Regions from separate parts of the Ovis aries genome. Here region 2 is linked to region 1. A link is a contact called in public Hi-C data. All regions are on one chromosome and are shown on one strand. The core of a region is the stretch at or near the end of the contact, and the rest is flanking DNA. Distances in the headings are between cores, read along the strand shown. Region 1 overlaps LOC132657733 (a long non-coding RNA gene). Region 2 overlaps ABCC11 (ATP binding cassette subfamily C member 11).

What was found. A called contact is a pair of places that touch in the nucleus more often than the background predicts.
Region 2: a Hi-C map of tail adipose tissue shows a contact between it and region 1, with 6 times the contacts expected there. The contact joins two enhancer-like sites. A contact is called at or near these places in 4 of 16 Hi-C or Micro-C datasets (blood, hypothalamus, mesenteric adipose tissue and 1 more).

Annotation. Positions count from the first base shown.
Region 1 is chr14:14,975,732-14,982,358 of ARS-UI_Ramb_v3.0, forward strand. LOC132657733 (a long non-coding RNA gene) reads left to right here. Exons shown (of 3, transcript XR_009596283.1): 3 at 1-322. Among named protein-coding and RNA genes, the nearest start is that of DNAJA2, 44 kb to the left of the region's middle. Within about 2 kb of position 3,195, at least 15 of the 54 cell types and tissues checked have an H3K27ac peak or open chromatin away from gene starts, as enhancers often do.
Region 2 is chr14:16,140,583-16,147,209 of ARS-UI_Ramb_v3.0, forward strand. ABCC11 (ATP binding cassette subfamily C member 11) reads right to left here. Exons shown (of 30, transcript XM_027977814.3): 29 at 5,478-5,642; 30 at 2,880-5,367. The coding sequence ends at 5,275. Among named protein-coding and RNA genes, the nearest start is that of ABCC12, 37 kb to the left of the region's middle. Within about 2 kb of position 3,324, at least 22 of the 54 cell types and tissues checked have an H3K27ac peak or open chromatin away from gene starts, as enhancers often do.

The DNA.
Region 1 (6,627 bases), core at 1,945-4,444:
ATGGAGACAGCGAAATGGCTGAAGTTGTACAGAATCCAATTACCAAGAGCAGTTAAATTGTCCAAATCTCGGTCTGGGGGTGTTCGTATGACATAGATACTCTTGCATATTTCAATGTCTATTTAAAGAAAGGGTGCCCAGGCTCCATTAGTGTGGAGAGAGGCTCCTGGAAGCCACATTATTTCTCATCATTAAAGTCAGTCCGAGTTTTCCAACAAAAAGGAGGATAAATGAATCGGACCTGGCAGGCCCGGCAGCCAGCTCCTCAGCCCAGTAATAGCTCCCTTATTGTTCTTTCCCATTAAAATGATGGTAAAACAAACCATATGGCATTTACTGTTCTTGCTTTTAGAAAAAGACATTTTACCATGGGGCCCTGGAGAGAGTGGAGGGGCCCTTGAGCCCTTCCAGGGGCAGTCACAATAATGGCAGTGGCCATGGGTCAATCTTGCACTTTCATGCCCTTACTTCAATTCTTCCTGGGAAGAATCTACTTTTCCTGTGTTTATAAAAATATACACATATGAAACCACCTCTTAGGTGTTGGTGTGGGCAGGTTGCAGTGATCTGAAAAAAAGCCAGAGTATATTTACACAGAAACATCTAGATGAAATACATTCTATTTGTCATTATGGAATATTAAACATCTGGCCTGCTGATTAATTTTTTACTTTTCAAACCAGCATTTTTGGCATGGTACAGTCACAGCTTGAGAGATTCTTCACAGCCAATGCCATGGCTGTTCTACTTGAGTGATATTCAAATACTGAACATCAGGTTTGGCATGAATGCCAGCCCCAAATAGCCGGCATCGATGTGTACTAGCCGGTGGCAGTCCTGGCTATCCTTTCACTCTGTGAGTGGAGGGAAGAGGAGCGGACACTGAAGTAAGACTTCAGATGGCATTTCCATTTATCCTAAGGCCTTGCTCTAACAGGAGGTGGAATGATGCTGGTGAAAATGCTGAGTGTTAGGTGACCCAGCATCCCCTGGGAACTCAGCTCCTAGGGCTGGTGCTGGCCTGTCTGCTCACTCCCAGGGCAGGCCTGCGGCCACTGGCTGTCCTCCCGATACCAGAGCAGGAGAACACAGGTACCAAGGACTTGGAATCCGAAGATGGATAATTTGTGATATCAAAAATGACACTCTAAATTGGTTCCAAATACAAGGATATTTCGTGATGGTGCTGGCACTGATTCTCTCACACAGCTTCATGCTTCAAATGTTTTTCAGCCAAATAAAGAGGCCTAATAGCCATCAAACTCCTGTCCAATATAATTACTGTAAATCATTATAAATGAGCTCTAATACTGCTAGGAACATAGATGCTCGGCCATGGTCACGGGAAATGAGGCCAAGAGATTGTTTCTCTGAGGGAATGTGAGATCACACTGTGCTCTCAAGACTCACCTGAACCTCTGTTCAGAAAGCAAAGGAAATATCCCCAAAATGTCTTGTGAAAGAGTGCCATCAAAGGTGGGAAAACAGTGGAATGCAATATCATTCCAGGAGAAAAATGAGTGGCTACACCCCCCAGGAATCAGTGTTTTAACAGTTGTCACGGAAGAAAGCGCTGAGGCTTACAGAGCACTGACTGGGTTGCGAGGTATCATTCTAGGGACTTGACACCAATTACCTACCTTACGAGGTAGGCTTGGAGGTAGCCGTCCCAGGTTGCAGCTTTCCCTCTTGACACCCATTCGGTTCACACCAATTGTTGATGATACCCTCTAGGTGCTTTTGGTTGTGGTATGTGCTGGTGTGCCCTGCAGACACAAGTTTGAAGATGTTGAAGGGAGGGCCACTGGTGGGAGGGGACAGGAACGAGGGGAAACTTCAGGAAGAGAGAGGAAAGAGGAAAGTGGTGGAGGAATGGTAGGGCTTATGCTTTTACCTTGTATAACTTTTTTTCAGTCCTCAAATTTCACGTGGGTAAAGTCTATCTGTATTTGGCTGGTAACAATGTTGCTAATGCATGTGTGATTACAGTCCCAGGGAAGCAGGGCCCGGGTTGCAAAGGTCAGCATTTGAGCAGAACCTTGAGAACAGACAAGCCTCTCCTTGTTGTCACCCACACCTCACCACCATGATGTGGATGTAAATTCCATGTAAAAATATGAAGTTTGCATTACTGGTCTCTGTGGTCCCAAGCAGGATTTAGACTCAGACCACTGCCCCCCACCCCACACCTGACCTGCCCCAGGCTCCTCTGGGAACCTGCCTGCCCAGCCTCCCTCCAGTTTGCCCCCTCCTTGTTAAGATGGGCTCCATAGGGCCATTACACTCAGTAAGGGCGCCAGATTTAGCAAATAATTTGCAGGACATCACTTAAATTCAAATTTCAAACGAACAACAAAAACAGTTTTTAGCTTAAGTATGTGTGCACCCTACAGTATTTGCTGCTGCTGCTAAGTTACTTCAGTCGTGTCCAACTCTGTGCGACCCCATAGACGGCAGCCCACCAGGCTCCCCCGCCCCTGGGATTTTCCAGGCAAGAACACTGGAGTGGGTTGCCATTTCCTTCTCCAATGCATGAAAGTGAAAAGTGAAAGTGAAGTCGCTCAGTCGTGCCCGACCCTTAGCATGGACTGCAGCCTATCAGGCTCTTCCATCCATGGGATTTTCCAGTATTCTGGACTTACTTAAACAAACAAAAGGAAAAAAAAAGTTTTTTTCATTTATGTTTATCTGAAATTAAAATTTAACTGAGACGTCCTGTGTATTATCTGACAACCTAATACCCAGCCTCTGAGAGACTTCTTCAGCTCCAGCAAGCCCAGGTCCTCCCAGCTGGTTCCTGGTTTATCTGGAATTCATTGATCCGGGCTTCAGAAATGGCCCGAGCAACCCCCACCTCCGACCCCTGGCCCAACCGCTGTGAAGAGAGCCCCGTGCCAGACTGGGGGGTGAGACGACCTGGCAGGGTCTGCCTGGGTGAACCCTTGGTTCCAGTTCCGTGGGAGCGCATCACTGTTATAACGTGGGAAGCTCCAAGTACGAGTGCCGCCTTTAACTCTCGAATTGAGGTGGGCTGGGGCGGAAGGCTCCAGGAGGAGGTGGTCTCGGAGGGGGACACCCCGCGGGAGGGCTGCACCTGGGCGCCGGGAGAGCGGGGGCGCGGAGCAGGGGCGGAGCGATGCCGCGGGAAGCCCAGCCTCCTGAGCTCATCGGGTAACGCAACCACGGCCGGGCCCCGACTCTGGCCACCAGAGGGCGCGCTGGCTTGTGAAATGATTCTCCGCCACCAGGAGGAAAACGCCCTGCGTTTCATTCGGGTTAGAGGTTCTCTTTCTTTGCTCTGAAACTAAACGAGAGAAAACCGAGGGTACATCCCCTCCTCTGTGACAGCGAGGGGTCTTCCTGAAAGCCCCATGAGAGCAAGGGGCTCAGAGGCACTTAGGCGGTGGGCAGGAAGTACTGGACTGGAGGGAGGGAGGGAGGAATGGAGAAAGGAAAGAGAGAAGAAAGGAGGGAGGGAGAAAGGAAGGCAGGCAGGCAAGGCAAGGCGGGAGGGAAGAAGGGTGGAGGAGAGAGGACAGGCCGTTGTTCTTGCTGGGTCAGGACCCACATGGTGATCTCAGTGGTCCAGCCCAGGGCTTGACACACCAAAGACGCTTGATGAAACACTGGTTGAAAGAGAGAACGAGTGGCCCCCCAGGAAGGGAAGCACTGAGAACCAAGCATTCAGGGTACTGATGGTGGTCTAGAGGGAAGCCTGGGAAGGAGAAGGGGTAGGAGGGCACAGGAGGGAAGGGGAACATTTCAGAAAGAGAGAGGCGTAGTAAAAGTGGTGTAGAAATCACACCATGGCTTTCACACTCAGACTGTATAACTTCTTTTTCAGACCTCAGTTTCCACATCATGGATGTACTTGGCACTTGCCACCTGTTAACAGTGTTGCTCATGAATGCATCCTCTCTCTCCTACTGAGGTTCTCCAGGGCAGACCCTGCCAGGTCATCTCACCCTGAAGAGTCTGGCACAGGGTTCTCTTCACAGCCAGTGGGCAGGTGGGGGATGCTTGGGCCATTTCTGAAGCCTGGGTCAATGTCAGTTCAGTTGCTCAATCGTGTCCGACTCTTTGCGACCCCATGGTCTGCAGCACGTCAGGCTTCCCTGTCCGTCACCAACTCCCAGAGCTTGCTTAAGCTCATGCCCATCGAGTCAGTGAGGCCATCCAACCATTTCATCCTCTGTCGTCCCCTTCTCCTCCTGCCTTCAATCTTTCCCAGCATCAGGGTCTTTTCCAGTGAGTCTGTTCTTTGCATCAGGTGGCCAAAGTATTGGAGTTTCAGCTTCAGCATCAGTCCTTCCAATGAATATTCAGGGTCAATGAACTCCAGATGAACCAGGAAGGGGAGTTTATCTCACTGGGAGGCCCTGGGTCGGTTTGGCCTGTAGGAACTGAGGGGAGGTCTCCTAGAAGCTGGGTAAGAGCCAGGGTTGTCAGACAAAACACTGGATGGCCCAGTTCAATTTGAATTTCAGTGGTCAAAAGAGAAAACATGTGACCATGTGACAGTGCTTTGTAAACCATAAAATGTGTGTGATAATGAGGAGCTGTCGGCTAGTATCATTGTTAATCTCTTCTTCCCCTAAAAAAGTCAGGACAGTGTGTTGAATAAAAGGAGGAAAGGAGGGAGGGAAGGAGGAAAGAGTGAAGGGAGAGGAGAGAAGGCAGGAGGCACACTCTAGGTGTGATCAGCATTTCCTCTTCCCTTCTGTCCATTTGCTAAATATTCTAGGGACCCAGGGCTTTGATTTTCTTATTTCAGGTGAGCAGGGTTCTTCATTATGCAGCTAGCATTTACTGAGCCCATGTTTCTGCCCTCACAAGAGGGAACCTTCTAGTGGGGCACAGCCTGTACCCCACACAATTCCCCCTAGGTCCACAAGACCTCAGTTTACACTTCTATAGGAAGTTTCTCCTGTCATCTAGGCAGCTAAGGGATGGGATTGATTTCTCCATTTCTCCATTTTAGAGACAGGAGGCAAGGTTCAGGGACCCCAAGTGCTGCCCGAGGTGACCACAGAGAGTGGTCAGACTAATAGCCTCTTTTCAGACTAACACTCCAAACATAGTGATCTGATAAGTGCATCAAGAGGAAAGTGATCTTGTTTGTGGAATAAATGAGAACGCTGTGGAAAACTGGAAACAAGCGGGGTGAAGCGGCTCCATGCCTCCAGCCCACGGAAGGCTGAGCCACTGCTCCCCTTGCTTGTCTGTTTCTGGGGTGACTGTCGTGGCTCGCACAGTTGTGTGCCCTTCGTGCTCTGCCAAGCCTCCCACACAGAGGATCGCTTAATCCCCATAGCACCACGGACAGGCCCTCAGGTTGAGTGACGTCTCCAGGGCCGCACAGCTAGAAGGTAGGGACTCTGAGCATAGGGCTCTCTGAGTCTTGCTCAGGCTGTGAACAGTGCCCGGGACTTGCAGATGTGGAAAAACTGATAGTTCTTACCTGCCAGATCTTGACGGGGTTCTCTCTCTGAGCAGCCCTCTCGACTGCAAAGCAGCTCTGTGTGTGCTGACCTGGCAAAATGCCTCTGAAGCCTTGATGAGTGAGTGAAAAGGGAAGTTGTGGAACTCTGCAGCCCAGTGCACTGGGAACAAAATGTCCCATGGGCTCATATTTTTGCTTCTGTGAGGGATAACTCTGAGCGGGTATTAACCGCTGTCTCCGGTGGTCACCTCCACGGGGAGTGGAACTGAAGAGGTGGAGGGTAGGGAGAACGTCCAGCATTCTGTGATATTGGCTGCTGTCTGAGTTTCTTGTAACAATCCTTATCCTTCAGGAACGTTGGAAATGGAACGTTTGTAACAGGGAAAATGTAGAGACAACCCAAAGGCCCCAGGCCAACCCTGGAGGGCTCCCCGCTCTGTCTAGTTAGGCTGCCCTTCCAGCCCAGCCTGCAATAGGGTTGAAGGTGAGACACATCTAAGGGTGGGAATCAGTCCAGAGTTGAGTCAAAGGAAAGAGACTTGTGCGGCCATGGCAGGGACCCCAGTGGCTGCTGTGTGAGCATGCACACACACACGTACCAGGCCTGTTACCTTCCTGCCCCCAGCACACGCCTCTGATCTGGCCTCTGCTTGGGGTTGAGGGCTCACATGCAGTTCTCTGCCCCAGGCCAGTCCTGGGACCCCCCACTGCCAAGCCCTCTCCCTGACTTTGCCCCTGGCCTCACCCTGCTGACAGGACTGGGCTGGGAGACAGGGCTTAGGATTGTCTGGGTCCTGGAAGTTCAAGGCCCTGGGCAGCCTGCAGTGGTCCTGGGCTCCTTCTCATTCTTTTTCTCAAGGGGGAAGAAAGCCTTCCTTCAGCTCTTTCCACAAGCCTCCCCTTCTGTGTGAGCTCTGTCTACTTAGGGTCCCAATTTGGTGGGAAGTGTGTTGGTAGGTGTGGACACGTGTGTGTATAAACCTCTGGAGTGGGTGTTCACGGTGGTTATCTCTGGGTGGAGGATTGTGGGTGAGCCTCACTTGCTTCCTTCCTCACATTTGTGCTTCATGTTTGTTTAATTTGTCTTTTAAAGTTTGTCTTTTAAAGTCTCACAGTCCCTGAGACAAAATCATCCAGAGAGAAAGCGCGAGAAGGAGAGTAAGAGAGATACATGAAGGGCAAGA
Region 2 (6,627 bases), core at 2,074-4,573, 1.2 Mb after region 1:
GCTTCTAACTCTGACATAGTTGGATTCCACGGAGTTGGACAGACTACCACACTGAGGTTAATGAGGGTGAAATGGTACTGTCTTAACAGCTGGCACCTATCAGAGGGTGGAAACTGGTTTTTGTTCGTTTGTTTAAAGAACTGCCTTGACCAGTCTCTTGAGGTAAACTATACGACCCTGAAGACTTGCCCAGCAGGAAAAGTCATCAACAGAGAGAAATGAACAGTTCTGAGTAGCACGCGTCAGGGCTTGGGAAGCGGAAGCAGAGAGAACTCAGAGGGTATGAGGCAGACTAGTACAGAAACTCCTGCTTGGCCCAGACTTCACTGAAGTCCTCTGCATCGCTGAGCGACTATCGCTTTCACTTTCACACATACAAAGGGAATAAGGAAATTAAGAGAAAGTGCTGAGTTCTCCTTCGGAGTCAACGTGATGGAGGAAACGAGTGTCTGTGTGGTCCAAGTGGGTCGCTCTGGAGTCTGAACCAAAAGAGGTCATAGAAATAAAAGTGCCCCAGAAATGGACTTTGGGGAAACTTTGGAGAACACATTAGAACCAAGGTTTAAACCTTCGCGGTCTAGCCCCTACAGGATAGAGTCATCTTGCTAACTCCTGGGTTCTGAGAGTGTGGTGCTGGGTCCGGCTTCAACAACATCTGGGAACTTGTTAGAAGGGCAAATTCTCGAGCCCCACTCCAGACCTCCTGAATCAGAACGTGTGTCGGGCTGCGGGCCCTGGCAAGGTTTGCTTTAGCCCTCCAGGCTAAAGAACCCCCGCCGTTGGCAGTATTATGTTCACCATTGCATCCTGGAGTCATATACGCCCTGGAAGTTATCCAATCTGATCTCTCACGCACAGAGAATCCCTGCCAGGACTCAGTCTTGTGGGAACCCTCCGAGCCTGGAAATACCAGCAGCGTCCCTTGCCCTACACCAGGGAGAACCGTCTGAATCAGAAAAGGCTGCCAGCCAGGGGCAGCTCCTAGCCTGACCTTTCCAGCTGAAGAATGTTTGTTCCTGGGGACCTGGGGCTGCCCTCTGGAGCTGTTCCTAGAGGAAGCCCTTAGGGAAAGGGCTTCTTCTTCTCCTTCTTTCCTGGTCCTTCTCACAACATAGCTCAGGCCACCTAGTGGTCGCCCTTGGAAGCGTCTCCATGCAGCTATGTTTCTCTTAAAATAGTGCCCAGAGCTAGAGGCAGAGGGCAGGGCAGGGCCACTGTCTCCTTTGATCTGCACATCTGCTTGAGGTTTCTGTGACCACATCCACATCACATAGTTTGTGTTGAAGTTTGTCCACAGCACTCAACCTGGAGGGGGACTAGGCCCTGACGGCAGATGGAGGCCTTTAGATCCCTGAACACTAAAAATACCCTCCTATCCCCATAGGGATGTAATTGAAAATACAGATAATGGCAAGTTCAGTTCAGTCACTCAGTCGTGTCCGACTCTTTGCAACCGCATGAATTGCAGCACACCAGGCCTCCCTGTCCATCACCAACTCCCGGAGTTCACTCAGATTCACATCCATCGAGTCCGTGTTACCATCCAGCCATCTCATCCTCGGTCGTCCCCTTCTCCTCCTGCCCCTAATCCCTCCTAGCATCAAAGTCTTTTCCAATGAGTCAACTCTTCGCATGAGGTGGCCAAAGTACTGGAGTTTCAGCTTTAGCATCATTCCTTCCAAAGAAATCCCAGCGCTGATCTCCTTCAGAATGGACTGGTTGGATCTCCTTGCAGTCTAAGGGACTCTCAAGAGTCTTCTCCAACACCACAGTTCAAAAGCATCAATTCTTCAGTGCTCAGCCTTCTTCACAGTCCAACTCTCACATCCATACATGACCAGTGGAAAAACCATAGCCTTGACTAGACGGACCTTAGTCGGCAAAGTAATGTCTCTGCAAACCACTAAGTAAATATGGGCTTCTCTAGTGACTCAGATGGTAAAGAATCCGCCTGCAATGCAGGAGACCTGGGTTGGGAAGATCCCCTGGAGGAGGGCATGGCAACCCACTCCAGTACTCTTGCCTGGAGAATCCCACAGACTGAGGAGCCTGGAGGGCTACAGTCCATGGGGTCACAAAGAGTCAGACACGATTGAGTGACTAAAGCACAGCACTAAGTAAATACAAGGAAGTAGAGCTGCCTTCTCTCATTATAATCATTTTTAGGTTATTTTTGAAATATCGGCTTTGGGGGGGGGGGGGAACTTCCCTGGTGGTCCAATGATTAAGAATTCACCTTTCAATGCAGAGAATATGGCTTTGATCCCTGGTCAGGGAACTACAATCCCACATGCCATGGGTCAGCTAATCCATGCACTGCAACTGAAGAAGTCTGTGCGCTTCAATGAAGATCCAGTGCAGCCAAAATTATTTTTAATGCAATTTTTAAAACTGTATTATAATATAGCTCAGATAGCCCCCAAATATATAAAGAATTAAAGAAAACAAACTCATATACTCATCATTCAACTTAAGGAATAAAATATTACCAATCAGTTCAGTCCATTTCAGTCACTCAGTCGTGTCCAACTCTGCGACCCCATGAATTGCAGCATGGCAGGCCTCCCTGTCCATCACCATCTCCCGGAGTTCACTCAGACTCACATCCATCGAGTCAGTGATGCCATCCAGCCATCTCATCCTCGGTCGTCCCCTTCTCCTCCTGTCCCCAATCCCTCCCAGTATCAGAGTCTTTTCCAATGAGTCAACTCTTTGCATGAGGTGGGCACAGTACTGGAGTTTCAGCTTTAGCATCAGTCCTTCCAAAGAACACCCAGGACTGATCTCCTTTAGGATGGACTGGTTGGATCTCCTTGCAGTCCAAGGGACTCTCAAGAGTCTACCGTTTTTTAAAAAAAGAAAAAAAGCATCATATATTATTTTTTCAAACAGTTTTGCTTTATTGTTGTTTGGAGCCAATGGTTCTCAATTTCCACTGCATATTAGACTCACTTACCGCTTTAAAAATGTGTACATTCTCTACCGCAAACCAACGAAATCAAAACACCTAGACCCCATCAGGATATTTTAAGCACCCTGGGTGACTCCAGTGTGCTGGGAAGGCTGAGAACCCGCCCTGAAGAGGAGCTGCTGTGAGGAGAGGTGGAATGAGGCCCTGAAGACCAAGTGGAAACGGGCTCTGGTTCTTGTCCGCTGACTAAGGGGTCAACAGTAGCTCTCAGTGGATCTAGACCTGGAACCCGCGGAACTTTCCCCGCATTTTTGGGAAGAGCCTGCCATCTGCTGGCCAACTGAAGGAAAACAGGCAGCTAACTTTGTCCCATGAGGCAGCAGCACTGAGTATGTGGAGCGCCCTCCCACACGTGACGCAGGCAGCTGCCCCACCGCAGCTCTGGGAGAGGGCAGGGCCGGGCGAGGAGAGTGGTCTTCAACTTGCCGACGAGCAGCTCTGCGACCCTGCAGAGTTGTGCCAGGCTGGGAGCAGGAGCGGCCGCTCTTCAGGGCCCCAGGAGGAAAAAGCAAGGACGAGGGGAAGAGGACCCACTGAACAAAAGGATTTTTAAGAGAGAGGAGACATCCACCTGGGAAACACTCTCAGGAGAGAAGCGGGTGCTGCCTAAGAACCAGGAAGGGCACGGAGGCGACGCACAAGTGGCACTAGCTCAGGTCCTGCGGCTGAATCAGCCCTGCCACAGTTCACTCCCACACGGGTTTGTCTGCTTTTCTCTCTGCCTGGGACTCTCTTCCTTACCCCAGTCCCCCTCATCTGAGCAAAGCTTTGTCCATTTTTCTGGTCTCATCACTTCCAGCAGGAAGCTTGCTCTGACTGCCTCCATCTCCTGAACCCTGCCCTTGCCTCCTGTTGCTTGCTTTTAGAACCTCCTGTTTACTTGCTTACTACTTAATCTCTGGGAGGGCTTCCCTGGTGGCTCAGCTGCTAAAGAATCTGTCTGCAATGTGGGAGACCTGGGTTTGATTCCTGGGTTAGGAAGATTTCCCTGAAGAAGGGAACTGCTACCCCACTCCAGTATTCTGGCCTGGAGAATTTCACAGTCCATGGGGTCACAAATAGTCAGACACTGAGCGACTTTCACTCACTACCTACTCTCTGGAGGGCAAATTCCATGAAGGCGGGGGCATCATTATGTCCCCAGCATCCACCCCAGTGCAACAGGGTCAGAAATACTCGTTTACTGAATTGATCTTTCTTAGGGCAAAATCAGACACTAATCTGAAAACAAAAGGAAAGTACTTTGAAACATATTCTCCTCGAACAATGAGGTCTTCCTGGAAGTAAATTGAAAATAATTACCTTTTCTATTTATACGTATCTATAAACATTAGGGGTGGGGGGCCACATATGTATTAATAATAAGTTAACTCTTTATTTCACCCATCTATGCTCCAATTAGTAAGCAAGCACATGGTAGACAGCTACTATTTGGGGGCTGTTCACTCTTTCCTAACGTAGTAATAACACTCCAATTTTATTTGGGGGAAACAACCCTCTCCATCCTTCGTTTACGTGATTCAGGGTAGCTGATCCCATCCCCAGGCCCGGGTACAGGCATACAATTTGGGCCTGGCCCCTCACTGCATTCCAGCAACCTAACACGTAACTAGTTCAGGGATGAGCAACTCAAGTTGGCCCAGTGAGATTTAGCCCTGGAGTTTTGCTGGAATCCCTGGAGAAAGAGGACTGGGAGTAAGGAGCTGGTAGAATGTGAGCCTCGGGCTGCTGGCAGCCATGCTGTACCATGAGGAGAGAAGGCCAGAGAGTGAAGTCAAACAAATGAAAGTGAGACTGAGTGAAGAAAGGCAGAGCCCGCACGGCAGACGTCCTTTTGATACTGGCACTCAACCCAGAGTTTTTTCTGGAACTTTCCATCACATGAGCTAATAACGTCCCTTTTACCAGAAAGCTTAAGAACGTTTCTGTTCCCTGTAGCTGAATGAGTACCAGCTAACAGAGAAAGCAGAACTGAGAGTGCAACTTTTTTTTTTCTTTTTTGCAAAATCAGTATACCACTTGCAACACTTTTAACACCAATCAGAATATTGTAATAAACTTTACCATTATTATGAAATTATTCCGTGGTCTCCAGGGGAGCCAGCAAGTGCCCTACTCCAGGCTGTGCTCCCTAAGTGTCCTTTTCCCACCCATCACCAGCACTTTGAGCACGCTCCAGCCCTGCTTTGCAGAGAAGCAGCCATCTCTGCAGAGAAGGCTGCAGGCTGCAGTCTTCCCCGCCGGCTCTGACAATTGCACCGTGGCCGGCTCAGCCACACCCGCCTCCACGCAGTCCCCCCTCCTCAGCTCATCGAACTACTGGCTGTTGCCAGCAGGGCTGCGAACATGGACCCCGGCTTCTTCTGCAGGACCTCAGGCTTGTCAAACTCCACCACCTGGGAGGCAGAGAGAGAAGGGGAGGGAAGCAGGGTGCAGCTGAGCTTGGTCCTGAGGGATCTGAAGGCCTGGGCACCACCCTCCCCGCGGCCTAGGGGTGTCCCCTCACCTTCCCGTTGCCCATGACTAGGATGCGGTCGCAGTTGAGGATGGTGGTGACGCGGTGTGCGATGATCAGCACTGTGCAGCCCCGGAAACTTTCACGGATTGTGTGTTGGATGAGGATGTCTGTCTCCAAGTCAAGGGAGGCCGTGGCCTCATCAATAAGGATGATCTGGTAGATAAGAAACAGGGCTGAAGGCAGCCTCCTCAGACTCAACCCTGGGTCTAGTCCTGGGGTGACCACTAGTCCGCCTAGTACCTCAGCTGGAAAATCAGATCTTTGGACTTGGTTCGAAACCCACTTAGAGCTTTAAGTTATCCATCACATTATGAAGCGAATGTTAAGTCTCAACCAAGAGCTAACTATACTTTGTGTCTGTTGGTAGCTTAGTAGTGTCTGACTCTTTGCGACTCCATGGACTGTAGCCCGCTAGGCTCCTCTGTCCATGAAATTCTCCAGGCAAGAATCGTGGAGTGGGTTACCATTTCCTTCTCCAGGGGTCTTCCCAACCCAGGGATAGAACCCAGGTCTCCTGCATTGCAGGCAGATTCTTTACAATCTGAACTACCAGGGACGCCTTCTTTAGTGACCAGAAAATTAAGCTCTTAAAAGTGAAAATGTGCCAGTAGGAACTTCCTGTTTTATGAACTGCCTTCCTATTTGTCTGAATTAACTTAGAGCAATGTTCCTCTCAGGACAGCCAAGCACACATCCTGGGTGGCAGAAGAGATGGTGCAGCGAGTATGTGGATAAATGCACTTTTTACTTTAACATGTTTATATTTCTTTCATTAACAATATGCATCAGATGCCCTTTGCAGCAACATGGATGGCCCTAGAGATTGTCATACCGAGTGAAGTAAGACAGAGAAAGAGAAATATGACATCCCTTATATGTAGAATCTAAAAAGAAATGATATAAATGAACTTACAAAACAGAAAGAGACTAGCAGACTTAGAGAACAAACTTTCGGTTTCAGGGGGAGGAAGAAAGGGGAGAAGGGATAGTTAGAGGGTTGGGGATGGACATGTACACACAGCTATATTTACAACAGATAAACAACAAGATCCTATTGTGTAGCAAAGGGAACTCTGCTCAATGTTATGAGCCTGGATGGGAGGGGAGTTTGGGGGAGAATGGATACATGTATATGTAT